Regions from separate parts of the Danio rerio genome. Here region 1 is linked to region 2. A link is a contact called in public Hi-C data. All regions are on one chromosome and are shown on one strand. Each heading gives the region's core, a stretch centred on a gene start, on an enhancer-like site or on the middle of the called end of the contact. The rest is flanking DNA. Distances are from core to core; before and after follow the strand shown.

The links. Hi-C and Micro-C count contacts between places; a contact is called where the count stands out from the background.
Region 1: a Hi-C map of embryo shows a contact between it and region 2, with 1.6 times the contacts expected there. The contact joins the promoter of pou4f4 here to the enhancer-like site in region 2. A contact is called at or near these places in 3 of 18 Hi-C or Micro-C datasets (all in embryo).

What each region holds. Positions count from the first base shown.
Region 1 is chr21:41,615,422-41,623,196 of GRCz12tu, reverse strand. It overlaps pou4f4 (POU class 4 homeobox 4), which reads right to left and starts at 6,068. Exons shown (of 2, transcript NM_001080058.1): 1 at 5,784-6,068; 2 at 3,399-5,429. The coding sequence starts at 5,903. The coding sequence ends at 4,518.
Region 2 is chr21:41,513,190-41,520,400 of GRCz12tu, reverse strand. No RefSeq gene overlaps it. Among named protein-coding and RNA genes, the nearest start is that of klf5l, 59 kb to the right of the region's middle. Within about 2 kb of position 4,725, at least 5 of the 62 cell types and tissues checked have an H3K27ac peak or open chromatin away from gene starts, as enhancers often do.

The DNA.
Region 1 (7,775 bases), core at 4,819-7,318, 100 kb before region 2:
AGGTGGTTTCAAGCCTTAATGTGTTTATTTATTATGTTGAACACAAAAGAAGATATTTTTAAGAAAGCTCTAACCGGTAACCACTGAAATCCATAAAGGAAAAACACAGTATGGAAGTCGGTTATTGGTTTCCGGCTTTCTTCAAAATATCTTCCGAACTCAACAAGGTTTTTGAACATTTGAAGAGTGAGTAAATTATGACCGAATTTTCATTTTTGAGTCTACTATCCATTTAATGGAATTGATCCATTAAACCAAACCAATTTAAGAGTAAATAAAATCTAAACTTATTTCTAAATTATTAAAATTATAAAACTCCTACTCAACAAGTCTTAATGCTTTGTATACTGTTTTATAGCACCGAACCATCAAAACCTCTCAATAATTTCCAGAAGTCTCTAATTTCGTTCTCTACCCCAAGGGATGGGGAACAGAATATCCCCCTAATAAATGTATTTATCTATAATTGTCATTGAGTTTAACTAACAGAGAAAGAGCTGTCACATCCGGTCATGAACGAATAATTTAAAGGGGTTGCATTTTACATTAGTGTTCACATTACACTTAAGTATTAATTACAATAATAGCCTACACCGTATTTAAAATAGTTCAGTAATTAAACTAAAGCAGGATTTTATTTATATGTTTTGCTCTTATTTGATTCTTAATGACACACTTAATCCATGCGGTGTAACCTCTACAAATACATTTATTTTATGATGTTTCTACCTAAATAGCGTAAAGCTGATAATTAATTTTAGCCTTTGACAACATTTTTGCCGATTATGGATAAGGGCCAAATTACACGGATTTAAATAGTGTTAGTCACTCTGCTTTAATTGATTTGACGTTCTTTCAGTCACTTTGTCTCAGTGCCAAATATTCAGATCTCCCAGCTTCTCTTTTGATCAGCCGCAGCTGCTTCAGTTGATTATTAAGCTTGATTAAGAATACACGGTTTTTAATTACAAGAGCCATGTTTTAATTATTGTCGAATATGGATACTTCCACTCTGTCCTGGCATGCTCGTGAGAGATCAAATTATGCAATTATACATTTATTAATTTTAATCCGCTGTTACTCAAACCAAAGACAAGCGAGTGATACAAAGATTGCCTTGTTCACCTTGTCAGGATCAATTTAAGTCGCTCTCCGTCACCTTCAATTGGAACTTTTGTCTTTCCCGTGTTGATTATTTATAGTTCCTATTTATTACAGAAAGTACAAATGCCCAACAATTTGCTTTCAGAAACCAGCTCAGGCTTCACGTTAAGCTTGTGAGAACTCTGATATCTTGAACGCTGTATTGGGCTTATATATTAACGCGCTTGATAAATATTGCATTGTACTGATTTAGAGCTTCCAGTGCCGGAGGTGTGATCTGACCGTAATGCGCGCACGCGCGGATAAAAACACGGGGAGCGCGCAACGCGGATGGAAACACTGATGGAAGTTTATTTACTCGCTGACCGCGCTCGCAGTCGGGCTTCAAGACGGGGGCTCAAAGTCTGGGAAATAAATGAAACGTTACTGCAGCAATTCTCAATATTTCTGCTAACGCTTGCGACTAATTCTTTCGCCGAGCAATGGATGAGCCGGTCGAACGGGCCGTGTTGCTGCAATGTTTGTGAGGAAAGAGGGAGCCATAGTCATGTACCAGAGAGCTGATTCTCCAAGGCCCTCAGTCGAGCTGCACTCAAGACTCTTGCTTCATTAAAATTTTATACGCAGCGCTTGGCCAAGGTCTATTTATGAAAATGCGCTTTCCGCTCCATGGAAAACACAAGACTGTAAGGAACCATGGGGAGGAATGTAAATCTAAGAGCAGAATTATATACACTTACACGTATTTTTCATTCCAGCTGCATTTTACAAAATAAAGTAACCGGTGCCACACTGAAAAATATTGCCTCACATTTGACGTCTATGTGTTTCGTGGCTTCCACTGTTGATGAATTATGTAGATGAGTTAGTGAGAGCCATGCAAATCTTCAATTGTGTGCACATTTGAGCACGATAATTTTAATATTTTGTCTCGAACATTTCAAGCAATGTTATGCGTCCAAATGTGAGCTAGTCAGTGGATATTATTTTTGCTGCTAAAACATTATAGTAATATAATTGCAGTATAATGGTTTTCAATGTAACAGTGTTCACTATAAATGCAATTAGAAAATCTGAAAAAGTTTTCAGCCTTTACTGACACGCATAAAGCAGAACGAATCTGATTTGCGTAATATGTCTCTTGCCTTTTTCATTCAGCAGGAAACACAAAAGAAACGATGACCTCCGTATGTTAATAATTCAAATCAAACAATTGACGTAGCCTACGCTGTTGTGGGATTGGGCTTTACCACATGCGCCTATACACAACCGCCCTGTTTTCTGTGAACCAACCAATTTAATAAACCACTGTCTTATGGGATGAGTTTTGGGAATAATCTAAATTTTTTCTTACCTAGATGTGTTATAGAGAAGCTATTTATTTGATTTATATAATTATTTTTCAGCGAAAGCTGTACTTTTACTTTTTATGTTTTATTATTGTAATAAAAAAATAGTTGCAGTTACAAATGACAAACAAAAATTTATTGGGCTTTAATAAGGCACACTTTAAAACTGATTTTAGCAGATTTTCATTTATTTAGCCTATTTATTACCTCTTTTTGTCTGAATTACTTACTTTTATTTTAGAATCATTGTTGTGTGTCTTCCAATGATGGGAAGGCCGAGACCAAATGAACTATCCGTTTGTACCACATGTACTATCCGTTCAGCAATAGCATATCTTCCTCTTAACAAACACTTGCAAAATCAATAGTATCATAACACTTCATATTTATTATTCATAAATAACGAGTTTTACGGGCTCAAAACCACCTGCTGAACGCAAAAGAGAGCTTGACAACTCCAGAAATAAGCGAACTTGTTTCTTAATATTGTCCGACACTATATGGCGCAATATTTTGCGAAAAGAAACACTAATAACATTTGGAGTTTATTTACAAAAAATGTGTATTTAATCGCGCTTGTTAAACCTAATTTAAAGCTTGGTTTATTTTATAAGGTTATTATGAGTGAAATGTGCTTATTCTTTTTATTACAACAATCGATTGATTAGCTGGCTGTGTATATTTGATAATAAGAAACAAATAATGATTATGCGTTGTGTATTTCTCAAGCATAATGACAGCCGCAGCAGGAATGTTAGTAATGCTTAATAATGTTCATGTATTTAAAAAAAAACTGAAATTAATAAAGTGTTTTAAAATAAACTTGTCACCTAAATGCATTTTCTCTTATTTAAAGAATGACCCAATAATCGTTGCATTTAGCAAAACAAATAAAGCAGACTCAGAAAATAAAGTAAGCTTAGGCACATAACACACTGCAGTAGATGAGGTAAGACGTGCATGGTTTATTGAAATTTCTGTCGCGTACACAGACACAGTTAAGCACACTTTCACAAATGAAACATGTGTGATATTGAAAATAAATTAAGCTCAAATAAATAAGTAAACAAAATCAACGAATCAAGGAAGAATATAAATAGGCAAAACAAATAAGGAGTCGCAATCATATCTACAAAGTGCAATGAATCTCTGAACATGAAATGAAATGTTCCCATCTACAAACTTAGTGTAATAATAATAATAATAATAATAATAATAATAATAATAATAATAATTTAAGCGGAGACATACAGTAGAAGGGGCTAGTCACAAAATAATTCTTAATTTGATTGTCAAAGCTTTGTTGAAGTGAAATTAGTTGCAACACACAACGCTTCGTGCTTCCTATCTAATTTTACCCAAAATGTGTCAACTGAAAACTAGATTTACGCCCTATTTCCAATATGACCATGAATGTGTCAAGACGTCAGGAATCATGAGGTAGACACAGAAAAGTATATTAAGTATGTCCGTGTGTACGTGCGTTCGCCTGTGCGTGTTCTCTCTTATTGCAATACATCAAAACGAATGAAAACTCCAAACAATAAATGAACACTTAACGCCTTGTAAACCATGCAATGGGTCACAACAGAACCTTCATGATTTTCTTCTGGAGCATATAGAACAACACTAAGTTTTCTAGAATGGAACATCTTTTGCACAACAGCGTTTTAGCTTGCTTTCTTTTCGTCCTTTAAAAAACAGAATTTTGATGCGTTCTTCACACAAAGAGGTGCAGTGTATTCACAGGTATGTACACAGATGAATATAAAAGAGTTGTTTTAAAGTTAGGAGAATAATCATTATTATTCAATTCTCGTTTTGTACAATAATTGCAACGTTTAGTTGGTGTTAATTTTCCTCTCGTCCTCCGTCTTCCAGAGCGAGTTGTTCTCGACATGTTTTGTTACGACAAACTTTTGGAGCACTTCTGTCTCTGGGATGTTGACGCCCAGCTCCTGTTCCTGCGTGGGAAGCGTTTCGCCTCAGCCTCGAAGAGTTTTGTCGTCTCTGTTCACTCGTGTGTCTGATTATTTGAGTTTGTTTTTAATACATTATTCGGGCCTAGTGCGTGGCCGAAAACTTCATGCGTTTCTGCTTTTGCCTTTGATTACAAAACCACACGCGGACCACGTTTTTTTTCAGGTCCAGTTTCTCGGCGATGGCAGCGATTTTCTCCGACGAGGGTCTGGGCTGGACGGCAAAGTAAGCCTCCAGCGACCGCTTTTCTGGAGCGGCGATCGAAGTGCGTTTTCTCTTTTTGTCCCCGCCGTTAAAAATCTCCGGCTTGGCCATTTTCTCCCTCTGAGCCCGTTCTGCCTCCTCTAACCATGCTTCCAGAATGGGCTTGAGGGCCACCATGTTATTGTGGGACAAAGTGAGAGACTCAAACCGACAGATAGTACTCTGGCTCAGGCAGCCGACCCCGGGGATTTTAAGGTTGGCTAACGCCGAGCCCACGTCGGCCTGCGTGACCCCGAGTTTGATCCGCCTCTGCTTGAAGCGCTCGGCGAAAGACTCCAGCTCCCGGGGGTCGGGCTCGGAGTCTCCAACGCCGCCCAGAGAGGCGTGCGAGCCCAGGCCGTGGGGGTGCATGTTCATGCTTTGCGGGTGGTGATGCTGCATGTGGTTGATAGCGGACATGTGCGAATGCGGGTGGGAAGCCGTGGAGCAAACGTCGGAGCCCGGCATGCCTCCGATAGAGATGCCGGGGAGGTGGTCAAGCAGGTCGCCCTCCAGGCCCTGGGTTGGCTGGTGGTGGGGATGATGGTGGTGAGAGGTCAACACTGACGGATGATGTAGGTGTCCGGAGGAGGACGTGGGCGTGCAGGTCATGCTTGTCATGGTGGTCATGGTGTGGTAGGTGGCATCTGGTTTGAACGGATGACTTTTTTGCGCGACGATGTCCACCGCCGCCAGCGCCTCGGCTCTCTGAAGCAGGGTCTCATCAAAGCCGGCAAAGATGTTACCCTGCAGCTATGTGACAGAGAGAGCAAATGTAAGCATAGTCCAGATACTTTTGAGTTTTTAAATCATTGCATTTAGATTTAAAACTTAAAAGTTAGAAATAATTGTAAAAGTTTTATAACACGACATTGAGTCACTTTTAGCTAAATTCTTTTATTTCTATATATCCATTTCTATATATATTTTAAAGTAGTAAAACAAATAATAATTTGGGTTACAATTTAAAAATAAATGACAAATACCAACGCATTTACATGTTTTGCCCCATAGAAAAAAAAAGTTTTCACCAACACGGCTACACAATGCAAATGACAGCGGTGATAATGAATTGCAAACAAGAAATACATAAAATATTGAACTTACCGAGGGCGTGGGCAAACATGCTCGCCTAATAGCCTCCGAGCTGGAATGGAGAGGTGTGTATTTAGGCTCGTGCAAAATCGGATGCATACTAAACGGCTGTTTGCTATTCATGGACATCATTATGGCAGAGGTGAGAAAGGGTGGCTTCTCGTCTTCCTCGTTTATCTCCGTTTTGTTCCAGAACAGTATCTACCTCGGAACCCAGGGACGATCTGGATGATAAAAAGTGAAAAGGTATGCCAGAGAAGTCTTCTTCACTGGCTCTGAGCTGTAGCCAGGCGCGAGCTGTCAATGTCTATGATACAGTAGGAATTTACGCAGGCACCTAAAATATAACGCTGTCTCCATTAACCCCGCCCATATAGGTACATGTCCCGCCCAACTACTATTACAGTACCCTCAAATGTTATTGGTAAGTTTGGGACGTGAACACGCCTCTGGGGGTTCTGGTCCCATTATCCATCATGTGTACTGGAGCAGAGAAGGCGTGGCTTTGGCTCTGAGACTTTCTTGGTGTTTTTTCATTGGTGCTGTGATTTTGACACGTCGCGCTAGATTGGTTGTATTGAACACTGCTCTTAAATATGTCATCGTTTGTTATGATCCTCTTGAATAACATTTTAAAGTTTTTCAATAAAAACGTTTAAATTTGTTACGTTTCATAATTGTTATTGTACATTATTTTAATGTTTTGATCATTTTATAATTTGGGACATTTTATCATCGTTTGTAATTTATGCCAGGCAACACAAACCGATTAAGTGTAACTCTTAAATGGACAGTGTGAAGTCACTTCAAACAAAAAAACCAATTTAAAAAAAAAATTATTTTACTACAGTACTGACTAATCTAATGTATATGCACACATATAAAGCATCCTATAGAAAATATTAATTTAAATGAGAGATTTTGAGGGGTGTACTAATATATACTGAGCACTGTATTTTGGAATACATCATATAAAGAGAAAATAAGAAAGTGAATCACTGAGTAATAGAAATGGTATATTTCTCTTAATTAAGATCACTGTGTTGCGTTGTGTACTATAGTTTTTCTTCATGCGGCCAGCCTTAACAATTTGGTGCATGAATTAATTATTGTTCATTTACTTTGTGGTATGCACCACAATATGGATCCTCAAATAGAGCATAAACAGACTGGGATGATAAGAGCCCATGTACAATTAAATATTGATAAAAAAAACACAGGTCAAACAAATGAGAGCAGTCAATCAAATACGGTTCAGTCTGACAAATGAAATGCTGGTACCACCATCCATTTCCATGAATGAAAAAAAAAACTGTGGTTAAAAGAATAGCTGAATGCTTCGAGTAGATATAAAGTCTTGGTTCAGTGAATAGATCAAGTTACCCTTCCTGCAGCCAAGCTACTAACTTGGGACCTTCATTATTGGAACTTGACTATTTGATCAGCACCTCTTCAAAGTGGGCTGTGTGTTGCTCAGCTTTGTTGGTATAGGGCATGCAAGCTGCTCTAGATTGGCTTGTATAGAGCCCACATATCTATCACTCTAATTGGTGCTGAAACCCCAGACATGGACAATAAAGCCCCACAATGGGAGAAGAAGTCTCTGCGAGTGTGACTCGGAAACCTGAGATGCAGACGCAGATAGCAACATCGTCCCCTCGTGCCTTGCTCTCCGGCAAGGCCTTGGCACCCGCTCATCAAATATGCATCAATGCTGCCATCTCTCCCCCAGCAACCACTGTCACTGGGGACTCCAAATGCTGAGGGACGGACAGAGAGGCACAGCAAAAGTGACAGAACAGAGAGAGAGAGGCAGTCTGGAAAAGAGAAGACGACTCAAAGAGTGAGCTTATACATGTCAATGGAGAGACAGACATGTAGCTGAGATGATACAAGCCATACTTGTTGAATCTATTGAGTTGTTCTCTTTTTTCCTGTCATTCCTTCTTTCTGTGTCAGACTGCCGTCACCGAGTCGTAGTCATTTTCCTGATGAGTTTTCTGC
Region 2 (7,211 bases), core at 3,476-5,975:
TGTGAACTGAGTTTATGTCAGTATTGTGATGCATTTCAAACAGAAACTAAATAATGAATATAGCATGGGGTTTTACTTTAGCATTCCTTCTCTGCATGTCTCAGTCTAATAAAGGTCTGCTAACGTTTGTTTGTTTTGATCAAGCAGCTGAAAATTATTTTGGTTTAATTTGTTTATGTTCACACAATTTCCATCTTCACAATATTACTTGAATAAATTGTTTATCTACTTTACCCGAACTTGATTCGAACTTTAAAAAGATTAAACAACATTAGCTGTTCTGACTGTTGATTTGGTTTGAATATATTTGATTTTTTTAAAGTAATAAATGAATGAATTCATACTTAATAAAATATGATATGTGTTTCAACTAAGCCCAAGCATGAACATTAGTGTAGTTAAGTTTTATTTTCCAACTCATTTAGTGCCACTTTTAATGTAATGATAATTTTCTCTCTCCGTCTAATAAAGGTGTCCTAGTCTTTGTTTTTTTTTTGTTTAGTTTTTTTTTTCAATTCAATAATTCAACTGAAAATTATTTAGGTTTAATTTGTTTATGTCCACACAATTTCCATCTTCACAATATTACCTGAATACATTTTTTTAAATAAAATGTTTGGTTAAAAAATAAAATAAAAAATTATAATAAAAATAAAATTAATAAATACTATATATATATATATATATATATATATATATATATATATATATATATATATATATATATATATATATATGTGTATGTATATATATATATATATATATATATATATATATATATATATATATATATATATATATATATATGTATGTATGTATATTTATATATATATATATATATATATATATATATATATATATATATATATATATAATTTTTATTCATATATTATATCATATTAAGTACACAATAAAAAAATATTTAAAAAATAATTATATATATATATATGATATATGAATATTTATATTTATATATTTTTTATTGTTTACTTAATACGATATGTGCTTTCAACTAAGCCCAAGTATGAACATTAGTATAGTTAAGTTTAATTTTTCAACATTTTTTTAGTGCCACATTTGGTATAATTGTAATTGAGTTCATGACATCTTTAAAGATGGGAACCTAAAATTTGAAGTGTGTCGTCTGATTTACTTTTTGACCATGATATAATCTGACACACTGTGTAACAGGCAAAAAAAAATCTTCTATATGTTTGAACCTAGCATTATTGTGTAATCTTGAGTTTAATCATTATCTATTTATTAATCCAGCAATTGTGCATTCTAAAAATCTTGGGTTGTTTCAACTCAAATTTGAGTAAAATATGGATAAGACCAACTGCATGTTAATTTTATAAATAATTTTTAACTCAACTTTCAAAACTTTAACCCTGTGGTTGAGTTAATTCATATTTTACCTACATTTGAATTAAAACAGCTCAACATTTTTACAGTGTATTGGGTGATTGTAAATTTATTAAAAATATATATGTTTGTGTGTTTTAAATATAAATTTGTCACTAGTTTAGTAAATACGGTCACACGTGCAACAAAAACAAACCCACACATGCACCTGTCAGTGTGCTGTGATGTGCAGAGTGTGTGTGTGTGTAAGTGTGTCTCAGAGGTGCTCTAAAGAGATGGGTGGAGGAAGATGGAGAATGAACGAGTGCTCTAATGGATTTGTGCTAATGGTGCCGGAGCGATTAGAGCAGGAAAGATTCTGGACTGCCAGCCCTTCTGAACCCTCACTGACTCTCTGTGTCCCGCAGCTCCAGCACAGAGTCAATCACAGCGCATGCTCACACTTACCTCTGTGTATTTAAAACATAAAGTTTGACACATGGGAGAACGCTGACAATTATCAGAAGGTGTGTTATTTAGCCACCTTCCTCCAACCTCACACGCTCTAAAAAATAAAACGTACCCATTTAAAATGTTTAGTTGAACCAAATGAAATTATGTAATTATCTCATCTTACATTAGTTAAACTGATTAAAAATATGAAGTAAATATTCATTCATTCATTCATTTTCTTGTCGGCTTCGTCCCTTTATTAATCCGGGGTCGCCACAGCGAAATGAACCACCAACTTATCCAGCAAGTTTTTACACAGCGGATGCCCTTCCAGCCGCAACCCATCCCTGGGAAACATCCACACACACATTCACACACACACATTCATATACTATGGACAATTTAGCCTACCCAATTCACCTGTACCGCATGTCTTTGGACTGTGGGGGAAACCGTAGCACCCGGAGGAAACCCACGCAAACGCAGGGAGAACATGCAAACTTCACACAGAAGCGCCAACTGAGCCAAAGATCGAACCAGTGACGCATCGACCTTCATGCTGTGAGGCGAACGTGCTACCCGCTGCGCCACTGCGTCACCTAGTGAAGTAAATATTGACTTAATAAAATAAGTTGAAGTAACATAAAAAAAACATTTTGCACAATGCTTGGCGTGAACTATGGAGATTACCTCCATTAAAATGTAAACAATTAATGAAGTGTTGTTTTTTTATTTTGTTTGTTTGTTTGTTTGTTTGTTTTAGGGGGCGGGAGCGGGGGGGTGGGGGTTTACTGAGTGCAATGGGACGGCATTATTTTTCTCAAAGTGAGCAATATGCACAACTAGTATTTTTCAGCCAACGATAAACTTTCGATGAAAGGTTTCTGTGACTATTTTAAAGTTCACAAGGTTCCTTTTACAACATCAACATTGAAATGTAATACAATCAGTAAATAAACTTAAGCATTCATTAAGTTAAGCATAAAACAAGTTGATAGACCGTGAAACCGTTAACTTCGTCAGTAGCAGCAGGCTTGCGCAGAAACTCCATTCAAAATACTGTGGTAAAATAAACTGTCTTATTTTTAATAGATAGCAAGGAAAAATGCAATTAAATGCAGTGTGTCTCGTCCAGTCTAAGACAAATTAATATCGAATATCTGAAAGGCAGTGAAGAAAACTTCTTTTTAAAGAAAACATATCTTAAACGTGGCAATTTTGTAACGGAGAGACAGTTCACCGGAAGCCATCGGGCTGGCTGGCTGAAAATTAAAAGTCTGTGTGCATACCTCATTCGTATACCAAATACTAAAAGAAAACAATTAGAATTAACATATAAATTTCTTTTCATATTATAGATGTATATAGAATTTTTCGCTATTGTAAAGATTAATAAAACAAAATAATGTGAAAGAAAACAAACACAGTGGTATAAACCGCCACAGATGACTGTGAAAAAGTCACATTAAAATCTCAAGCATAGGCCTTTTGTTATTTTTTTTGAAGCATGAAATAAAGCAGAACAGCGCATGGACCTCTAACTCAGTTTTTCTCTGTGGATATAGTTTATTATGTATAGCACAACGTTATTATTTATCTCAAATGATTTGTTTCAGTAGTTTTTAATAGACCTTTTTCATTATTAATACATTTTGCAACTCACCCCATAAGCTGACTATGTACAATGCCAAAATAAGTGTAAAACTGTCTCCTCATATTCGTTACAAAAATACAATTTACATCAATCCCACTTTTAAATTTTTGCAAACAATGTTTTGCTGGATAAAACCTGTGGATGAGTTTATAGGATATTTCTTTAATTCTATTTCTAACATGATATTTCTGTGGTAACAGCCACACTTTTCTTCAATTCACCCTTTAATAAAGACATATAATAAAATTGAATATAAGGTACAGTAATGATTTCTTTTTGGAAAAGAGTATGAATAGCTCTATCATTACTCTTGGTATTTAGTAAAACAAAATTTGCCGACATAAGATTTAGTAATATCAAAAGATGAAGCATCAGAAGGATGGTCTTATTAATACCTCTAAATAACATAAATGAATAACATCTCTGCAGGAATTGAACCAATAACAGTTGAAAACTTGCTGGGTTTTGTAATATTTTGATTTTGTAATAAAGGACTTCATTGTAAGAAAAGTTTACCATCTTTATTATATAACTGACTAAACAAATAATTTTACTGTCAAACCAATTAAAAAAAAGAGATTTGCATTTGTATGAACTGTCTATTATTCCAAAATAACAACAATGTAGGGATAAATCATGCTTATAGATTAATGACCATGATGAGCACTTGTTTGTGGAAGGCAGATAGTTTAACTGGAGTTTTGTCTATATTATAATTACTCATCAAAATAAACCATAGACCACCAGTCTTTAATGAAACATGATAATCTCCGCTTTGAAGTGCATACAGCATAAGAATGTACTCCCGCATATAACTTGAAACGGCATTCAACCCCCTTTAATATTGTCATCCATGATTTTCCCTGTCCTTCGTCTTTCGGGAGATCGTGGTCATTAAAGTAAGAGTGTCGTTTTTGAGTTGGAGCAGCTGGGAACGCAGCAATCACAACGATGAGATGACCCTGCCATTCTTTCTTGCTCCGTCGCATTGAAACCGGATGTTGTGGTACACTGCTTCGCTTACCGGAACCAGGAAGTGTGAAAAAGGCCTATTGAAGTCAATCCAACCGGAAGTGCATCCCATAACTTAAAACGCAGTAGTCACGTTTGGGAAAAGATAAAGCAAACACAGTTCAAACTCATCCAAATTTATACAAATTTTCTTGGCTTACCTCTCATTTAAATCACGATTTCAAGGAGCAGGGCAAAGCAGCAGCGTGACGTAATCTGTGTTTGTTTACATGTTTGTGTGTGTTTGTGTGTGCGCGTGTCTGTGTGTGGTGAAGAGGGTCTTCATTAAGCAGCTCGGCATAATGTTGACAATCTGTAATGTGATCAGAGTATCTCAGTGGGACTGCGTGAGTGATCTTAATGAAGAGAACATCAGGTGCTAATTAGCTCACATTTAATGTCACTAATATAAAAATGGCTGTTTGCCAAACGTCTTTGACAAACAAGAGGCAACTTTGTGCTTTCGTCCAAATCAGTGGATTCTGGTGAACTACTGCCACCTGGTGGATTTCTGCTGGTAATGCAATAACAGTTTTCAGCTTGTTAGATAAAAGCAATACTATATATATATCATTGCAACATATAATAATCTCTTAACCTTTCCGCAATTAAAACATTGGCATTCTTTTGGTCTAGACCAAAATAAAAAAAAAATAAAAAAAACAGCCATGAATTTGATTATATTAATTTTAGCTAAAATTAATATAATCAAATTCATGGCTGTTTTTTTTTTTTTTTTTTTTTTTTTTTTTTGCTATTTTATGCAAATGGCAGTAAATGGCTTTTTATTTTAAACAAATGCATAAGATCTGCATATTTCTATCATTTCTAAAGGATTGTGTGCACTGCTAAAACCACCATTACAGTTCAGTCAATTACATTTTGAAATACATTCAAATAGTTATTACAAATATAAATTTATCCAGCTTTAACAATGTTTATAAAATCTTACCAGCCCCAGTATTTCGAATGGTAGTGTATGATGAAATCAGATATAATATCCGGGAAAACTGAAGCCAGGCCTGTGCTGCATTTGTTATTGCATTATTAGATATCATGAAGTAATAATGAGCAAGCTTTATTACAGCATTTAATGTGGTTAATGTATTTCCTGTATATGCAGTTGGAATTTTTTTTAAATAAACATAATTTATGACCCAAGATGAAATAGCATTGAACGGTTTATTAATTCAAATGAATTAGATTAATAAATAATGAGCAGCTATTTATTGTTTGCTCATAATAAATTAACTAATGTTAATCAATTAAACGTTAAAACAAATTGTGGAAATGGCTGATAAAGCTATCAAATAAAAAAATATTTCTAGAAAATGCAGGCTGATGTGATTTTTTTTTTTTTTTAAATATTCAGTATATAGGAAACTACAAAGGAGTGAACTTAATAGATTCAAAGTATTAAGCAAATAGTTATAATTATATGAAGTAATCAATTCTAGATTTAAGAAGTACATTTGTGTTTTCTAAATAAACCTATGTTTTTGACAAAACCCCTGTTTTTGACAAAACTAGATAAACTACCTTGTAGGTATTCAATAACAAAGATATTTTCATTTTGTTTTTCTTGTTGTTTAACCACAAAGTAACTTAATACAGAAAAAAATAACATAAAAAAATGAACAATAAAAATACATAAATTAAATACTTAAATTAAAATAAATCAAATAAGGAAATAAAATGAATAAATAAAACTTATGGGGGAGGGGATGTTGGGGAGATTCATGGGTGTAGACGTGCACTATTTTCTATATGATTATAAAAAGGGTGTCATGTTTTGTGAAGTGTTCCGGTTGATCCTCTGGGAAAATGTTAAAACTAAATCTTTAAAGAATAATTTAAGAAAATTAAAGGTTTTAAATAACAACACAAATTACATTTACTTACCTCTAAAATTATCAAAATATTAACCCACTCTGTCTATTTTTGCAATTAGTCTCATGCCTTTTAAATTTTTGTGTTACTGTAACATATTTTACAACAACAGGTTTTAACAATATTAAGTTACACAAAGTTTAACTTAACAGTTACATTGATATGTGTAGGTTGAGATAACCAGAAATTTTATTTGATTCAACTAAGAAAAAATAGTCCAGCAAGATTTTTTTAATAGTGTAATTTTAGCATTAAAGAAAAACGATCCCTAAGTTCTGGTCAACTTTGATTCAATGGGTATAAATATGCAGAACAGTCTGTAAAGCACTGGGTATAAATATGCAGAACAATCTGTAAAGCACTGATAAAAAATAGAATGTGACTTGCTTCAAGTGATGTCACAAAGACATTAAGGCATGTCATTATTCTTCCCTCATTAATTTGTACAAAATTAGGATACACCGATAGTGGATGTAATATCAACTCGATTACTGTTATATTTAAAAACAATAATATGATGAAAATACAAAAAATCATGTGTGATGGCTCGTGAAAAGAGTTAAATATGGATTAAACCTCAATATAGATTGATCTGTTTTGATCTCTTTATGAAGCATCAATGTTTTGGATGAATAGACTTTAATTTAGGAGCAGAATCTCTTGGATTTTATTTTCATCGCATTCCAAAATACACTAATTTATTAAAGGTTTAAAACAACACAAGATAAATAAAGGATGACAGAATTTTAATTTTGGTCTGAATTAACCCTGTAATTCCTCAGTCGTTTTTTCCCCACAGACAGTGATATCAGATGACGGGTTTCCTCAGACCCCCTGCTCTGTTCACCTGAACCCCACG